Linked DNA regions of Mus musculus: region 1 is linked to region 2. A link is a contact called in public Hi-C data. All regions are on one chromosome and are shown on one strand. Each heading gives the region's core, a stretch centred on a gene start, on an enhancer-like site or on the middle of the called end of the contact. The rest is flanking DNA. Distances are from core to core; before and after follow the strand shown. Region 1 overlaps Hs6st3 (heparan sulfate 6-O-sulfotransferase 3). Region 2 overlaps Uggt2 (UDP-glucose glycoprotein glucosyltransferase 2).

Region 1 (5,367 bases), core at 312-2,811, 830 kb after region 2:
GCTGGGGCGGACTAGGCAGTGGAAGCGGGTGCTGGGCTGTGATTGGAGGGCCTCTCCTACCACTTCAGTGTGCATTAACATTGCTTCCCGGAAACCCCTGAGTATTCGCTGCCTGCCACAGGGGCTAGACTTCTATAAACAGAAACATTATTCTAGGATGAAATTAGCCAAGGTATTAAATTGATAAATGCGAAGTGGAGCAGACTTGGTTGTGGGGAGACAGAAAGAGCAGCAATGAACTGTGAAATACGAAACAGCCCAGACTATTAGAGGAGAGGGGCGAGTTGGGAGGCTGCCAGCGGTGACGAGGTATTTCCCCCCACATCCCGATGTCTCAAAGGGGGATTTACTGTATTTTTACCTCATGCTTCCTTCCCATGTGTGGGTCTGAGAGTTGTAGTGTGTGCCTACATAATTTAAACAGCCATCATTAGGCAGTGCACATTTGATGTCTAATTAAGTCTCTGGTACTGCAGGATCACAAGCACACGCCGTCATCCTGGGATCTTTAGAGTCTGCTCCAGAACCAAAAGGCAGAGATGGATAAATCTGCGATCAATTCTCAGAAGGCTGGAGCACTGGGAATTTATTGCCACGGTTTTGCCCTGGGACATATAAGCTGGTTTTAAGTGATCCCTCAGGTGGGAATAAGGGCATTGATATGGCCTAAGAGTTATCCAACCCGTAAAATATTGTCTAAAAATAACGCGCTTCTTTTTTGTTGAGTCCTCTTCACCCAAATATTTTCTTATTGATTAAATACTGCGATATGCCAAGGCAAATTAGAATTATAGAAGGGGATTTGAGGCGTGCATTTCCTTCTGTTTCTGATTTCACATTTCTGACAGATTTCAAGCTCCAGGAAGAAATGGCAGCGGGTCACTGCCTTTCTGTTCCGGAAGAGTAAGGCACATCAGTGGCATCCATCCTCTCATGTGTCAGCGCCTCTATTCCAAACTCTGATCAGGGCATACAGCGGAAAGCTGTGGGCTTTCACTTAGTATATAAAAAGCTAAAATCCTGAGGTTGTAATTAGGCATCCATACATATCCTAAGTGTGTGCAAAAGAAGAAAAAAATCTGATAAATATGTTTGTTCAGATTAGAATTCTAGGCAAGTGTGTCATAAAAGCTAGTAGAATCTGACTCAAGAAATGTATAGCCTTAAAAAAATAGATATATTTTAATAATGACTTTCCCCCAAAAGTTTAGATTTCCTGAATATTTATGGCAAATTTTCTCAAAGAAGGCCTTTTCAAGTATCTGTGCATCACCTTGGTGCTGTAAAAAACAAGAGTGAAGCTTCTATCTAACAAATTACTTTGCCTGCAAATAAGAAATGTTACCGGGTATGCGGGGCTTTTTCTCCCTTATTCTGGAGACTGATAATTGGATTTAGATTCTCATGATCTGGTGTTGGCTTCTGATAAGAACTTGAAAGGCGAAGAAAGGAGGCTGGCTATTCGGGGGCAGATGTTGGTCACTTCCCCACCTCTGAAGAGAAAAAGTAAGCCAGCAGGAAGTGTTCCAGTGCTCCATGCCTGACTCGCTGCTTAAGGTCACCAGAGGAACCGTGACGCAGAGCTGTGCTTGCTAACCAGCTGTGTGCTCTGGTTCCAGCTGACTGACAGTACAGAGAAACTGTGTCAGTCATGAATATTAAGTGCCTTTCCAGCATTTCTCTCCCAGATGGAAGAAATACACACACACACACACACACACACACACACACACACACACACACACGCTCGCGGGCACACACATTGTAGCGAAGCTTCTTTCAGTGGATGGGTTTTCTTTATTTATAATTTGGTAAACCACACTCCCTTTTGTCTGTGATTTCCACCTTAAGACCTGACTAGAGTGTTTCTTTGAAAAAAGATGTTCACCCAATTTCTTTCAAATTTCTTCCCACCACACCCCAAACTATTTATAGCAAAGCCCTGCTAGTTTGAAGTCCCTCGTTATCTCTCAGATCCTCACACTTTTGGTAACTTTGCAAGTGCATTCCATAGCCCTGGATTGGTAACTCACTGCCAATCAAAGTAGCTGGATACTTCATCATGGTGACATCACCGTCATAATGATTAGTCATACTAATGATTCAATCTAATTTAATATATATATGTGTGTGTGTATTATATATGTGTGTATTACATATATATATATATATATATATATATATATATATATATATATATATATATATGTATATATATATATATATATATCATTGAATATGCTGGCTGCCCATGAAAAAAAATTCTTAATTCCTCTACTAGTTTAACAAGTTAAACAAAGCCATTTATATTTTAAAAATATTTTTGCTTTTTATTTATGTACATGTATTGTGTGGACATGTACGTGTGCACAAACACTAACATGTATATGCGTGCCTGCAGTTTGTAAGAGACTATCTGATCCCCTAGAGCTCTAGTCACAAGCAGTGGTGAGCTTCTAGACATCTTGATCACTAAACCATCTTCATCCCCTAAACATGTTTGTTTCTATTATATATCTGAGGGTTTTGGAAGACAAGGAGGGGGTTAAGTAACTTTATCAAGGTCACGTAACCAAAATGGACTGAGGTTGGATTTGAAAGCTGCTCTTCTTTAGCCTCAGCTCGTCTTAGCTGCAACACACTGAAATTTATTACTCCTTCATTAACACTACCCTTGAGTTTTTCAAACAAACACTCAATAAAAAATGTGACCATAAAGAATTTGTGTAAATGCTGGGCTTGTATTCACTCAAGTTCCTGACTTTTTATTTTTTGGGAATTACTTCAAGTATTTGTCTCCAGAGGGCCTGAAGAGAAAAGAAAAGATTTTGTGTTGAGAGACCAGTTTCCATTGAAGGACTTTATCTTTCTACTCCCGTCTCCTTGGCAACAAACATCCCCTGTGTAATTTCCGCCCAATGGCACAAAGCTGATTTCTGGAGGGGCTGCTTCTCCGCGGCAGTGAGGCAGAGTAGCCTCACCCACTGGACGACACTGTATGTCCAGCTGTGGTCTATTCTTTGGCACATCTGTAGACTTGGGGATTTTTTGGAAGGAAAAAAAAGCAACATAAAGCCAAATTGGCTTGGGTTTATCCTTGATATTACCAGCAGCTCCTCCCTCCCGTTTACAGCCTTTGAGATCCACTTGAACCAGCAGCCAACACACCTAATTCGTCTAGCCTTTACTTTATCTAAGTCAATCACCGAGAATGACATCTTGATTTGTTGCTACCCCTTATATGAAGGAGATAGAAACTTTACCTATGAAGGCTTCAGACCTGCTCGTATTTTTTCCTTCTCACAGGACAATGATAAACAGATCTCAGCAGGTCTTCAGACGCAGAAGACATTTTTTTAGATGAACCACACTGTCATTTCTTTTGAAGAATATGAAAATAAGGCGGCAGTTCTCGGGATCACCGGGCACTGGACTTATAAAAACAGACAACAGTTCAGACTCTGCCATGCAGATGCACCATGAAATGTGGAGGCGCCACTAAACAAACAGATGCATACAGTGTCCATGCTGACTGGCTAAGATGTGATGTAATTGAGTGATAAGACAGTAGCCTCAAACTGTGGGCTTGAATTCATTAAATTTAGGGGGGTTTTAATAATGAGAAATAAACTATGATTAGCAGCTTTGACAGCTTTAGTCAAAAACAGGAGTGGTATGTGGAAGAAGGCAGAGAGCTGTCCAGCAGTAGTGATCCAAGAGGGTGGCTACCCTGACTTTCTGTTGTCAACCTGATTCATCACACTGTTACTTGTATGTAAGAATGGAGCGGACAGGCAGGCCTTTGGGAGGGCCTATTAGTCAGACAGTAATGCAATGAAGATTATTTGTTAACTATCTACAAATAGAGGCATGCCCTTCATTGGTTGAGGATTGACTACAACCGACCAAACATCAAACTAGGCAAATCGATAGGCTGAGGACATCAGCAACCTCTCATGGACCTTGCGATTTTAAAAATCCATTTATGAGTTGGAGACGATTGGCCCTCCAAGGGAAGACACTCAGAGAAAGATCCAGTTGGATGAGCCCTTTAATTATATTTATTGACCCTTTAGCTGGAAGTCACCCAGTTCCTGGCGAAGATGCGCCAGGGAGGTTTTTGGCTCCTCTTTTAATGGAAGTAGAGAGCTGCAGGGCAAAACAGGGAGACCAGATGTTTGCAAGGCCATAGAGTATTCGGCTGCGCTGACACAGGGGCCTTCTCATGGCATCGCTGTCCTGTTCAGTGTGGTCCTGTTTGGAGTCCTCAGATGAGTACCTGGTTGCTCTACTGGCAAACTTGCAGTTCCCTGGAATTATCTTGCCTGAGATGAGAACAAAGGCGGCAAGAATAAACAATTTGGTTAATTGAGTTTGAAAGATAGAATTTCAATAAGGGACCAATAGAATGTGCAATAAGAAGGACACTTAAAAATGCTAATAAGCCTCAGAGAGATAATGGATTTAGAGCCCTGCAAACAACAACACAAACACCAGCAGCAAGCTATGACATCATAGCATATTAGCTGGGAGCCGATGATATCATAGCACGTTAGCTGGGATCCCACTTAGAAGGTGGTTGTGGGAAATAACTTAAGCAGCCTTTTAGAAGTTTGTGTTTCCACAGTTTTAATATTCTACTATTATCTTTAACTAAAGGGTAACTTATTATTACAGTGCCTTGTGTAATCATTTACTGGGCATTTAACCCCAAGGAAGTTACCTAATTCTTTGAACTGTGATGTCCTCATTCACTGTAAGATGAGAATTCTAACATCCACATTGTAAGATTAAGAAGGGATAAGAGATTGTGTGTATGTGTGTGTGTGTGTGTGTGTGTGTGTGTGTGTGTGCGTGTGTGTTGTTAGCTTACTTGGGCTTCTATAAAAAACTATCATAGGAAGACTTAAATAATACATATTACATATATTAATAAAGTATATATGGTAAGTTTTATGGAGGCTAGAAGATGAAGATCAAGGTGTCAATAGATTTTGTTCTTTCTGAAGTTCCTCTCCTAACTTTGTCAAAGCCAGCTTCTCCGGTGTCTTCATGGGGTCCTCTGGTCTTGCACATTTTTTCTCTGATGCCTCTTGAGCACCCATTTGTTCCTCTGATAAGGACACACAGGACGTGAGATTAGTGCCCACAACGAACAGCTTCATTTTAATTGACTCTGATTTTTAAGGCATCCCAAACACAGTAACTTACTAATGTACTGAGATCACAAATGTGAATTCGTGAAGGACACAGATGAATTTATAACACTGTGTGTCTGTGAGTATGTGGTATGTGTATGTGGAAAAAGAGAAAATGTGTTACATTTCAGAACTATTATTCAGAGCAGATATTACACAAATAACAATT
Region 2 (5,913 bases), core at 25-2,524:
CACCAGAGTAAGGAGCCCAGCAATAAATTTTTGCATTTAGTCCCCTGCTGTTCTACAATGAGGTGATAAATAGTCTCTGGCCTCAGAGCTCAGACGGCAGTGGCTTAGACTTCACCCAGGCAAGGGCCCTGCTCTCTTCTCTGCCGTCTTTTCCTCCCGGTTGGCTTTTGTTTCCAGGTGGCCTCATTCGTGCTTCTGCACTGAGCTCCTCATCCTCCTGCCTCACTCTCTGCAGTGCTGGACTTAGAAAAAAAGCTGCCCCCATCTCCACTCCATGCTTATCAGCAAATTCTAATATAAAACCTGAAAATACACCTTTGTCCTTGATATGTCGTTTATATCCTGTGAATTCACTTTATATACACGAACACTTAAGTATTCCTGCATTAGAAATTCTGTACACTTGTCAAATATTTTCATGATTACTGATGACAAATATCCTGAAATGAGCTAATAATTCTATACATACAGATTTGGAAATGAAGGTGGCTTTTCATTATCTCCAGCTAAATTTAGAGCCTTTCCTAAGTAAGTCATGGACAGATGGAAACTTGATGGTTTCACTGTTGATGGTGGACGCAGGAGAGAAGGGCCACACTCACCACTCACCGCTAACCTTCCCAGCAAGTCAGCAGCTAGAGGAAAACCCGTGCATACCCGCGCAGGTGCGCGGAACCCGTGCATACCCACGCAGGTGCATGGAACCTGTGCATACCCGCGCAGGTGCGCGGAACCCGTGCGTGCCCGCGCAGGTGCGCGGAACCCGTGCGTGCCCGCGCAGGTGCGCGGAACCCGTGCGTGCCCGCGCAGGTGCGCGGAACCCGTGCGTGCCCGCGCAGGTGCGCGGAACCCGTGCGTACCCGCGCAGGTGCATGGAACTGTTTTTATAACGAATAATGTACACATGTCTTAGTTTTACTTGCCAAATTATACAATAATAATAATGGCTGTTTCAGATAGGAACTGCCATGTTGTACGCAGACGGTACTTCTTGTCACACTTTCCCGTCTGCGCACGCTCTGCTAGTGTGTTTTTAAACTCCAGGTTCTTAGTGGATATAAAAAATGTCGTGTCGTGTATGTCTAAAAACTAACAGTGACAATCAATGAGCAATGCAAATCCTCATGTTCATGTTCAGTTAGATGCAAAGCAAGCTTTAGTAAAAAGTAATCGCTCTTGTTACCTGGTCAGCATCAACAAATATGACTTTGTCCACAGCCAGTGGGAAAAGGACATCAAGGAAAAGGATTTTGTAACCCCAAATGATTCGCTGCTTGTCAGTCTGTTGATGAAGCCAGTGGGGCCACTTATACTGCACAAGCTCATACTGGAATCCATATTCCTTAGCCATGTGAGGAATTACCTCCTAGACACATATAACAAATCAAACAATACATTTTAGAAGAAGCTTACTATAAATCATTATAAAGAAACTGAAAACTGCTTAAATACTATTCTAATAAACTTGTTCCCAAGCTGAAAGGGAGTGTGTGAAGGAGGAAGGGGAGGGAGCGGCAGCAGACGTGTCTGTTGGAGGAAGTACGTCACTGGAGGCGGGCTTTGAGAGTGTTGAAAGACTGCTTCAAGCTTGTGGCTCAGCCTCCTGCTCCAGCTCACGCCCACTGCTTGCTGCCTTGCTTCCCCAAACAGACTCCTCAGGAACTGAGACAGACAGGTAGTTAGGCCAATGACCTTCTGGCTGGAGGGAGGGCCTGGCTACTGTGAACAGAGCAAAGCTACAGGCTTACACCTGCGCACTCACCAGTGTTTATGTTATGCACGAAAGCACCGTACGAAGAAGAAACAGAGAGAAAAAGCAAACCAGAAAGGAAAACCCCGTTTTGAAGAGGCATTACTTTTGCCATGAAGTGCTGCAAGGTTTTTATCCAGAGAATGGTTTTTCTAATTAGTGATAGCATCTGCTAGGACGGATCCTGTATTGTGTCATCTCAGTCCATGTGTTTTCCACTCCCATGCCCTATTTGGCAAATACACATTTAAAAACCTCACATTGAAAAGGGAAATGTTTTCAGAGATTACAATGGTAACAAAGAAATTAGTATCAAGCTTTAGCCACATTGTAAAATAGCCATGTGCTTACTTTAAATGTTGGCGAGAGGTAATTCTTCAGAAACCAGAACTTCACGGGAGTTTCGGTGTTCCGCAGAACAGAAAGCATCATAATCCTAAGTCAAAGGACATGGAGACAAATACAGGGTAACTTATATTCAGAGGCCTTTAAATGATGACTTATGAATACACATTGTGAAATATGTAGAGGTAAACTAAAACACCTTCAGACATTATGGCTGTGACAATAGGCAGTGCATAAGGATGTAAGGGTGCAAATATCACAGAGCCACTGTGTGATCAATACAAGGCTTTCAGAAGAGAAGGGACTGGTGCATTCTGGGACTCTGCCATGTGGTTGCTTTACCCAGGCCTTTCAGTGAAGGAGAGAGGCGCGCCCCTGAAAGTGCTCTCTAAAGCACCAGGATCAGAACTGAAATATCTCTGAGGCATTCTTTGTGGTCCTTTATATAAACTCTTAAAAATATTCTTTAAATTCTGAATACCATCTTCTTCTTCTCCACTGACTTCGTTCTTTTTCCAAATATGATATTCCTTCATGGGAAAGGAAAATTTACAATATATATTTTTTCTCATTATCTTGTTAAATTCAACGCATTTCTAACATTAATTAAAACTATTCTAAATCAAATCAAATTAATAAAATTTAAATGTATTTTAAAACTTACATGTAAAAAGCAAGCTGCTCACTGGTGTATACCTTGTTAACATTTAGGCAAGAAGAACGCACAAACCCAGTGGATTTGCTCCTCCAGGGGCCTTTGGCAGAGAATATAAATAATAATAATAATAAATAATAATAATGGCGGGTATGAAAATAAGCTAATACTTTGGCAGAAACGGGAAAAAAAGTTTATTTCCTTTTGAGGTTCATTCTTTCATTTTGCTGAATTCCGATCTGTGTAAATGTGTAACTTTCTGAAACTATGAGAACCTTCTCACCTACCTTAGAAAACGCTCATATAAATGGCCAGAAGCAACTGAAAAAATGTTCAGGATGTCATTTTCCTTTTTCTCATCTTTATGCAGACTTTTTGTGAAGCTTGTAATAGAAATACATGACAGTGAATTATTAGCATTTATTAGTATATATTATAACTGTAACATGTAAATAATATGCATCAAAACACCATTACATTGAATAGCCATCTGTGCTGACAGTTGTGAGATATTTATATTATAGTATGTTAAATGTTGGGGGTATCATTTGAGCTCTGTGAGCTTTTGTAGACATGGAATGAAATTAAACTTTTTCCATTTTCCATAGTTACATAAAGTTTTGTGACTTCTAAGAGTTCTTTTGAGAATCAAGAATGAAGTACAGCCTGCCATGTTCATACCTCGTGTGCTGGATCTTAAATGACCAATAGTGTGGGAAGCAACAATACATTAAGCAGAAGTGTCAGTCATGGACAACAGGGTTTCTGGGTTTCCAGTAGGAGTGTGGATGTTGGTCATGAAGCATGCACCTCTAAAACACTATGTAACATGCCTGCAGAGGTCCAGAAAAAGATTCACTGAGCACAGGGCCTGCTCTGTGGAACCCTGCCCAGGTCAAGCGATGGGATCCCAGGGCTAGGCAGAGGAAAGCAGAATCCTGGGGACTTGGTGCTGGCAAGTCTAGCACACAGTGTTAATGGATGGTTGCACTCAGTAAGCAACCATCTCAGAAAACAAGGTGAGCGGCAGCAGAGCAGGCCCATTGGACTGATGGATGGGTGTGTGACACTGACATGGCTGTGTGACACTGACTTTGTACATGACACAGTTGTACCTCACACTAAAGTTACTACTGGTGGGCTGCTGGCAGCCCTGCTTTTCTAGAGTGTAAGTTCAGCTTCCACACTGCACAGCTTACAATCACCCCTAACTCCAGCCTCTCGGAATCTGACTCCCTCACTGCCCGCTGAGTACACTGCACACCTGTGGCACACACTCTTTCTTCACACACACTTTTCTTTTTGTTGTTTAAAGTGACTGCTTAGGCCATGAGTTCAAGGCCTGCCTTTGCCACTCAGTGAGTGAGAGAACTTGTCTGAAAAGAAAAGAAAGAGTGTCAGAGCCAGAGAGGATGGAGGACACTAAGAAAGCAGGCCTTCGAATCAACACGAGCAGAGCGCCTGTGAGCTCACAGAGGCAGCGGCAGCACACACAGCCTGCGTGTGTCTCTGTGCATATGTTATGGCTTCCAGTTTACTGCCTTTATGGGCGCCTGTGTGTGTCACCAAACTGTTCCTTGTGACTGCTCTTGGGCTCTCTGCCTGGCTGTTGGTTTTGTCCAGTTCCTGTGAGTTAGTTTTTGTTTTACCTTATTTTATTTTCCCTCAGAAGCCTGTTTGTTTTCTAATGAGAGACAGAAATGGAGTAGGTCAGATGGGACAGGAGGAGGGGTGATAGTGGGAGGAGTAGAAGGAGGGGAACCATGATCAGAATTCGAGGGGGAAAACTATTTCCAATAAAAGGAAACAAACGAACAAATAAAAGAAAATGATAGTAACCAGAGAAGCAGACAAAAAAATTGCCAAAAAAAAAAGAAAGAAACAAAAGAACTTAATGTGGGATATCCGTGATATATATAATTAATGCTGATTGTTATATAATTAAAAATCTAAGTTATATAAGCATATATATCACTTATAGTGACTAAGATTTGAAAATGACTTCTTTTATAAAAAATATTTTTGTTGGGGTTAGAAAGACATCTCAGCATTTAACAGCCTTGGCTACTCTGGCAGCAGACCCAGGTTCAGTTCCCAGCATCCACAGGGCAAGTGACAAGTGCCTCTAACTCCACTTCCAGGGGACCCAATGCCCTGTGCTGGCCTTTTCAAGGATACACATAGTGTACAGATATACACAGAGGCCAAATACCCACATACATAAAATAATAAAAAGTTAAATTTAAAAATATTCTGGTAAGTAAAAATTATTATACCAGTATTTTGTAAATCTTTTTTTTTTCTGTAATTTTCTGAAGAAAACATTGCTACATGGTAGAGTAAGTCGATTTTAATTAACAGAATAGGCTAGAAAAAGAGGCACAAACTGGGCCAAATCCAATATGGTGGAAGTGTTCTAACTGTGTGACAACAAAATTTATTTAGGATACTCAATCTATTTGGCTTAAAGTTTCTTATCTTTGATCAAGATGACAAAAAGTTGACATTTATAAACTCAAAGGAAGTTCTGTTTTAGTTAGCTTTAACTGTGAATTTGTCATAGACTATAGTCATCCTATGAAGAGAGTCTCAGTTGAAGGATTGGCCTGTGGGAATGCCTATGCGGTACAACCTTGATTATTACTTGATGTAAACAGGCCCAGCCCACTGTGGGCAGCATCATCCCCTACACAGGAAGCCCTGAGGCTGGCTAACATAAACATAAGCCAGCCAGCTGCACTCCTCCATGGTTTCAGCCTCACATTTCTGGTTGAGCTCCTGCCCTGCCCACTGTGGGCAGCATCATCCCCTACACAGGAAGCCCTGAGGCTGGCTAACATAAACATAAGCCAGCCAGCTGCACTCCTCCATGGTTTCAGCCTCACATTTCTGGTTGAGCTCCTGCCCTGCCCTCCTTCAGTGACAGACTGGGGCCTGGCAGTCATAGAAAATAAACCCTTTCCTTCCTGAAGTCTTGATTACGGCATTTTCACAGCAACAGAACAAAATTAGAAAAGGTTCACATTTCTTTCTTTTTTTAAAAAAAAGTTTTTAGAGATAGGTTTTCTCTGTGTATCTCTGGCTGTCCTGGAACTTACTGTGTAGACCAGGCTGGCCGCGAACTCAGAAATCCACCTGCCTCTGCCTCCCATGTGCTGGGATT

Evidence for each region. A called contact is a pair of places that touch in the nucleus more often than the background predicts.
Region 1: a Hi-C map of the N1E-115 cell line shows a contact between it and region 2, with 3 times the contacts expected there. The contact joins two enhancer-like sites. A contact is called at or near these places in 1 of 484 Hi-C or Micro-C datasets (the N1E-115 cell line) and 3 of 115 datasets of contacts at active chromatin or transcription factors (the SCID.adh cell line, bone marrow-derived macrophages and embryonic basal ganglia).

Annotation. Positions count from the first base shown.
Region 1 is chr14:119,831,565-119,836,931 of GRCm38.p6, forward strand. All of the region lies in intron 1 of Hs6st3 (heparan sulfate 6-O-sulfotransferase 3), which reads left to right. Among named protein-coding and RNA genes, the nearest start is that of Gm41249, 35 kb to the left of the region's middle. Within about 2 kb of position 1,562, at least 17 of the 459 cell types and tissues checked have an H3K27ac peak or open chromatin away from gene starts, as enhancers often do. A contact at or near this core is called in the N1E-115 cell line and the SCID.adh cell line, where this site is marked.
Region 2 is chr14:119,005,962-119,011,874 of GRCm38.p6, forward strand. Uggt2 (UDP-glucose glycoprotein glucosyltransferase 2) reads right to left here. Exons shown (of 39, transcript NM_001081252.2): 32 at 3,038-3,133; 33 at 2,102-2,186; 34 at 1,184-1,366. Among named protein-coding and RNA genes, the nearest start is that of Dnajc3, 71 kb to the left of the region's middle. Within about 2 kb of position 1,275, at least 375 of the 459 cell types and tissues checked have an H3K27ac peak or open chromatin away from gene starts, as enhancers often do. A contact at or near this core is called in the N1E-115 cell line and the SCID.adh cell line, where this site is marked.